Linked DNA regions of Mus musculus: region 2 is linked to region 1. Evidence: chromatin contacts called from public HiChIP or PLAC-seq data. All regions are on one chromosome and are shown on one strand. The core of a region is the stretch at or near the end of the contact, and the rest is flanking DNA. Distances in the headings are between cores, read along the strand shown.

The links. HiChIP or PLAC-seq counts read pairs in DNA pulled down with a chosen protein or histone mark.
Region 2: a contact with region 1 is called in an H3K27ac HiChIP or PLAC-seq map of microglia, with 4 times the contacts expected there. The contact joins two enhancer-like sites.

What each region holds. Positions count from the first base shown.
Region 1 is chr9:121,359,196-121,362,555 of GRCm38.p6, forward strand. It overlaps a transcript of Trak1 not described here. Among named protein-coding and RNA genes, the nearest start is that of Trak1, 6.1 kb to the right of the region's middle. Within about 2 kb of position 1,441, at least 195 of the 459 cell types and tissues checked have an H3K27ac peak or open chromatin away from gene starts, as enhancers often do. A contact at or near this core is called in microglia, where this site is marked.
Region 2 is chr9:121,596,469-121,599,573 of GRCm38.p6, forward strand. Lyzl4os (lysozyme-like 4, opposite strand) reads left to right here. Exons shown (of 4, transcript NR_040740.1): 2 at 2,466-2,585. It also overlaps a transcript of Lyzl4 not described here. Among named protein-coding and RNA genes, the nearest start is that of Lyzl4os, 11 kb to the left of the region's middle. Within about 2 kb of position 1,328, at least 17 of the 459 cell types and tissues checked have an H3K27ac peak or open chromatin away from gene starts, as enhancers often do. A contact at or near this core is called in microglia, where this site is marked.

The sequences.
Region 1 (3,360 bases), core at 191-2,690:
TACAACGAGGTTTAAAGATGAAGCCAAGTATGAAAAGTATGTAAAACCTCTATGAACTGGCTTACTTCCCTTAAAAGCCTCCAGTTGTAACTGGAACTGTAAGGTGGTCTTAGGGAGCATGTTGTTTAGATTCAGGGTGACAGGAGGGCAAACAAAGGTCACAGACACACCATGGCCCAAAGTCAGCACAGCTTGTTCATTTCAGTGTCCCTGTCTGAGGTGTCTTTAGGGAGACACATGTTATCGCTGGTGATTTTGGCCTTTTCGGCTGACTGTGCTGAGGTTTCCTGGCCTAGCCTGCAGGAAGGGTGACCTAGATCCCAGGGTGAAGGACTGTTCCTCTACCCTTGTCCCTCCATTTCCCCTGTCATGATCCTGCCTCATCCCAGGCATATGCATATCCCATATGGAACCAGGGCTTCCAGTGACTGCCCTCCATGCCCAGCCTGAAGACTGGCTGGCCTTCTTAGGAGCTTGTTCCTAAACTAGAAAGGAGAACACAGGCTCTGTGTGTTCAGCCTCTTGTGCTTATGCCCAGGCGACTCTGGGCCTTTCCACACTCTCAGATTGGGACCACCTCCTGTCCTTATGCCCATGGCTTCACAAATGCAGGTGGCACCCCTACATTGTAGAGACCCCTGAGAAGCCCAGGGCTCCAGCCAGGAGGTGGTAGCTGAGGGGAGACTTCACCCCAGTGAAGGTTAGGAGGGAAATGGACAGAAAACACAGGAAACAGATATTGGCTACAAAAACATAAGAGGTTTTTTTTCTGTCCTGGCAGTGGTGGCAACACCTTTAATCCCAGCACTTGGGAGGCAGAGGTAGGTGGATTTCTGAGTTCGAGGCCAGCTTGATCTACAGAGTGAGTTCCAGGACAGCCAGGGATACACAGAGAAACCCTGTCTTGAAAAAGAAAAAAACGAAACAAAAAAAAGAGGTTTCTCTGAGGTAAAGTTTGGAGTTGAGGGAGCAGAAACCAGAGAAATGGAGAAATCCATTGTATGATATTCTAGAACAGAAAGGGACATTTGTGCCTTTGCGCCTTCACCCCCTGGGGTGTGCACCCCCCCCCCCCCGTGTGTGTGTGTGTGTGTGTGTGTGTGTGTGTGTGTGTGTGTGTGTGTGCTCTTCCCCCTGGTGTGCTCCTCCCCCTGGTGTGCACTCCCCCCTGGTGTGCACTCCTCCCCCTGGTGTGCACGCCTCCCCCTGGTGTATGCTCCTCCCCCTGGTGTATGCTCTTGGCCTGCCCCCATCCCCATTGTTATCTTTCTGGCACCCCTTTGTCTGCCAAAATGGCCAGGCTGCAGAACCTCTCACTCCTCTGCTGACTGGGGTCCCGTCTTCCCCTGGCTCCCCAGGCTGCAGCCAGTCAACCGCACAGCCCACAGTGTGCTGCCTTCACCCATGGGCAGGCTTTTCAAAAGCCCGTTTGTTTCCTCTATCTGGAAGAAAGCCCTGGCTTTGTGTGTGCCAGGCTTTGCTGGGGCCAGAGACATCCAGGATCTTCTCCTGAGCCTGTTTGCGTGAGGGGAAGCTGGGAGACGCAGCACTCAGTGGCAGGAAACGGCTTCACACTGGTCCCCTCCGCTGACTCTGTGTGGCCCCTTATTTCCTTACTTCTAAGTGGGGTTGCTAAACGTTCAGCTAAGAAGAGTTGGCCACACAGGGAGGTTAGCAACGGTGGGCAGCTCCCCGTGCTCCCTGCCAGCCTCAGAAGGGCCAGTAGTGGCACACTTGTGTAACTGTGTGCTGCCGTAGAGAGCCATTTCAAATGTAATTTTAGGGACATACAAGGCTCGCTTTCTTGGGCAGTCTGAGTAATTTTGAGAGTGGTGACTGGCATATGAGTTTGCTGTATGCAGAACACAGGGTTGATATGCCTTGATCACTGCTTTGTTATCATCTGCTACACGGTCTCTGTCTCGGGCGTGGGCACAGGAGGGCTGGGCTCAGCCACCTGCAGGGATCCAGCCCATGTCTCAGCAGCCGGAAGCTTAGCGTCCTCTTCCTGTCTCCACAGATGGTGCCTGGGGCTGTTGGAACGTGTGCACTATGCAGCCTCTGACCAGTTTTCTGCTTTGCGTGTGTGTACATGTGTGTGAGCTACCCATCCCCGCCTCCTCAGCACTAGCTTACAGGCTCCACCACCCGACTCTTGTTAGATGAGTGCTGGCCATAGAACTGAGACCCTCCCAACCCACTGGGCTGCTTCCCCAGCCCTTGGCCTCTTCTGGTGTACCATCCTGGCTGTTTGTTTATTTTTGCTTTTAGAGTTTGTAGACATCTTGAGTCGTTGGCAGAAAGCACAGTTAGAAATACTGTAGTAAGGGTTTCCGCAGACTCACACCCTGAGGTGGGCTATTTCCCCTTCTTCTGCATCCCCCCCCCCCCCCCCCGTTTTCCCCAGCCTGGGACTCTATTCAAGTCAGAAATTAGATGGGGGAGTCACATGGGTCATTGGGTGGCTGAGTGAGGCTCATTCCGGTCGTTAGGAGGTTAAGGTTAAGGCTGCTCTTCCAGAGGACCCAGGTTTGATTCTCAGCACTCACATAGCTGCTCACTGAGACCTGTAACTCCAGATCTGTGGGATACATCTTCTGGCCTCCCCCGGCACTGATCACCCTGCAGAGAGACATGTGGCAAAAAACACCCGTACACATGAAATAAATACATCTTTAAACATCTTTTTGAAACACCATACTTTTTTTTTTTTTGTATTTTGTTCCCTTTAATCTCACTTTTATGATTTTTGGATTTTTTTTCTTTCTTTGTTTGTTTGTTTTTCTGGAACTCTTCAGAACTAACCTGGTGGTGGATCATTTCAGGTTAACACAGGTTCCCAGAGTGGGAGCTCAGCCTTTCCTTCTCCCACTCCTGTGAAGATGTATACAGACATGTGTCATTTGTTAGACTGTTCCTGGCCAGTCAGTGTCCAGACCAGAGTCAGAACACAGCCGACACACAGAGGAAGCCATTACTCGCTCAAGACTGCCAGGGTAGCGCCAGCGTCCCTTAGCCTCATCTAAAGAATTCTCAAACTAAAGCACCGAGCATGGCTGGCAACCTGTGGAGGACTTCTGGCACGCCGACTTCCAGCCCTAGTACCCAGAATGCTTTGTGCTTTCTCACGAGGCTGCTTCTCCACTTTTCTGTGCATCTCTGCCGAGCAGGTGTGATGGGTCAGTTGGGTTCCACATGTCATCCTACAGAAAGCACCCATGTTCCAGGCCTCTCTTGCTTCTGTTTCCTTAGTGTACGCAGAACCTCCGCCTCTTCCCATTTCATACTTTCTGTCCACTTAAATTCTTTCTGCTTATGTGTGTGTACCTGTGTCAGATGATGTGCCCATGTGCCTGAAGT
Region 2 (3,105 bases), core at 78-2,577, 240 kb after region 1:
ACCCACAGCTACACGAACTGGGTTCCTGAAGGGGAAGCTGAATGAAAGATGGCGAGAGAAATATGAGACCAAGACAAAGAAACTGATCAAGGCCCAAAGTTTACTTAAGAGTCTGAGCTTATAAAGGGGGAAGGCCCATCCGCCACCATGCCAAGTTCTTGATGCTTTGTCGCCAGGCTGTCAGCACTTGGTCACCAGGCTGTTGCTTATTCATGAAGGTCTCAGGAAGACAGGTTCAGCCTCTCGGCTGGTAGGCAGCATCTTGGAGAAAAGTGCTGAGGCGGCAGAGCAATAGACCTATCTAGGTCGGAAGACTCTACCCTAGGTGGTCTCATTCACAGAGGTGGAACAGGTCTGAGCCAGCCTGCTCAAGGCTGGGGGAGGCTACAACCCACCAGAGGTAGTGGAAAAGAAAGGAGTATATGGGGGAAGTGGACCTGTTTAGAAATGGTACTTTGGAGCAAATCCCATCTGTGCAGTCAGGAAGCCAGCAGTTCAGCTTACAGATCAGCAGCGGCAGCTTCATCCACTTGCAAACACTTCATGACTATACCAGCAGTCCATCGGTGGCACAGCCTAGCAGGAACATCCAACCCTCAGTCGAATCTGCAGGAGTCAACAGGAGGAGCCAGGACCATCGGGGATGACAGGAGAAGTTCTCGGCTGTGCCTCTCTCAACAAAGTGAAGATCAGCAAAGACTGGAGATCAAGAAGCATTGCAAAGGCTAGCACTATAAGCAAGCTCCTCTCACAGTCCGTTGAGTCCTGTTTATACTCCCTCCAAACATCACGTGACCTCCAAGTGTCTCACCCTGTGTCAGCTGACATCACTCTGCCAATCAGTCGGAGTCCAAGAAAGCGGCAAGAAGCTGCCACCAGAAGTTTATGGTGTGTTTCTTTCTATGGAGTTCTGACAAATGGAGCTCAATGGCACAATGAAAGGCGGACCAATACATGCGTGTTGTTAGCAAAGAATTCTTCACCATGTGTCCTTTCACATGCTTGCTTTAGAAATATCCTTTCACCTGTGTCTGCTTCAGGAAAACACTCCTTCATGTGTTTGCCCAGCAAAACACCATCCATCACAACTGACTTTCCAAAGGATGCTGCTTCAAGGATGTTTGAGCACAGCTCTTCAAGCGTGTCTTCCATGTGTCCTTGATACATGGCATTAATTCTCTGGGTCCCACCATGCTGGGCTTAGAGGACTGTGCTCAGTGCTTTTTCTACTGGTGTGATAAAAATACCCAATGTAAGGGAGAAAGGATTGTCTGGCTCACAGTTGGGAGCAGAGACCCAAGGCTGCTGACACTCAGCTTCACTTCCTCATCTTGCAATTCAGGAACCAGACCAGAGAATAGCACTGTTGACTTTTATGGTCGTTCTTCCCACCTCATTTGACCAAATCAAGACCACCCCTCACAGGCAAGCCCAGAAGCTGGTCTCCTAGGTGATCTAGAGCCTGTCAGGTTGGCACTAGCCATTATGAAAACACTGTATTACATGTGAGGTCAGTCTTCACTGTCATGTAATCAGATTTAAAAGCACCCATAGTATTAGTGATGAACACCTTTAGGTGTCCAGAGAGAATTAACTGAGGTGGGGTGGGAGCACCCCAGGCCATGGGACAAGGCCCTGTCAAAGAAAGAGGGAGAAAGGAAGAAATTGAATTATTGAGTCCTGGCTCTCTGTCTCTCTGTCTCTCTGTCTCTCTTTCTCTCTCTGTCTCTCTCTCTGTGTCTGTCTGTCTCTCTCTCTCTGCTACTTTGTGTGAGGGTTTCACAATGGGAAAAGCCTCCTACACTTCAAGATGAATCAGGACTCAGAGGAAATGAGTAAGAACTCATGACCAGGGCCTGGGCTCAGTGATGTGGACGGAGTCCTCCACTTATTGCAGACACTAACTGCAGCCAACAGATTATTAGCAAAAAATGAAGGATCTCAAGTGCCAGGGTTATTTATAAAGAAACAGCTTCTGTGGCTTTGATAAATTTATCATGAAATGTCGTGCTGAAACCCAGTCCAGCCAGAGCTCAGTACAGCTGTGATCACAACTGGAGACATGCTGAAGGTTCTGGATGTAGGAACATCAAACACCTGAGTATGTGCATGTATGTATGAGTGCACATGTGAATGCATGCATGTTCTTACATGTGTTTGTATGTCTGTGTGTTCCAGCATATGTTTGTGTGCACATGTATGTGCATGTGTGTGCAAGCACATGTATTTATGTGTTTTGCAGGTGTGTTTGGGCACATGTGTGTGCAAGCACACATGTTTACATTTTGTGCAGGTGTATATGTGTGTGCATGCATGTATGTGTATGTGTGCATGGGCACATGCAGGGATAAAAGAATCATAAACTCTGCAGAGCAGAGGACGCTTTGGAAATAGCCCTTCCTAGGGACTGTGAGTTAATTAAACCTCCCCTTTAAAGCCTACTTACTTACTTTTCCTCCCTACAGGCCCTGAGCATATTAGACAAGCCCACAAGACCCATCTTTGTGGGTTTATGGGATACTAGCCAGGCTGCTGGACAGACCTGCCATCCCACACACCTGGCACAAGAGGACAGAGAGTCCAAGGTCAGTTTGGTCAATGTAGTGTGACTCTGTCTCAAAAATAAAGTAAAATAAAATAAAATAAAATAAAATAAAATATGACTGGGGCTATATACAGCTCAGTGATAGATCAGTAGCCCAGCATTTGCAAAGTCCTGGGTTCAATCCCCAGCACTGCTAAATACACACACATGTATACATAAATGGTATGGGAGTAAAGGGAGGGTGGGAGAGATAGGGAGGGAGTGGGGTAGGGCTTCTAGGCACCAGGTGTGGGTAACAGGAAAAACAGGGAAGAACTCTCAGTTCCAGCCAGAAACCTTGATCCCAAAGACAGCTCGACCCCATCTGCCAGCCTAGGGACTCTCCTTAAACACAGAAACTGTCGTTGATACTAAGTTAAAGGACTAGAAAGCCAGAAGTCAGTGAGGGAGGTCAAGATCTGAACAGCCTGTACCCCACTGTGCAGGGTTGTGGTGAAGTTACATGTCTGAGCCCATGTCAGGGACACGGGAAACCATCTCTTATAACAGTGTCAGACGCT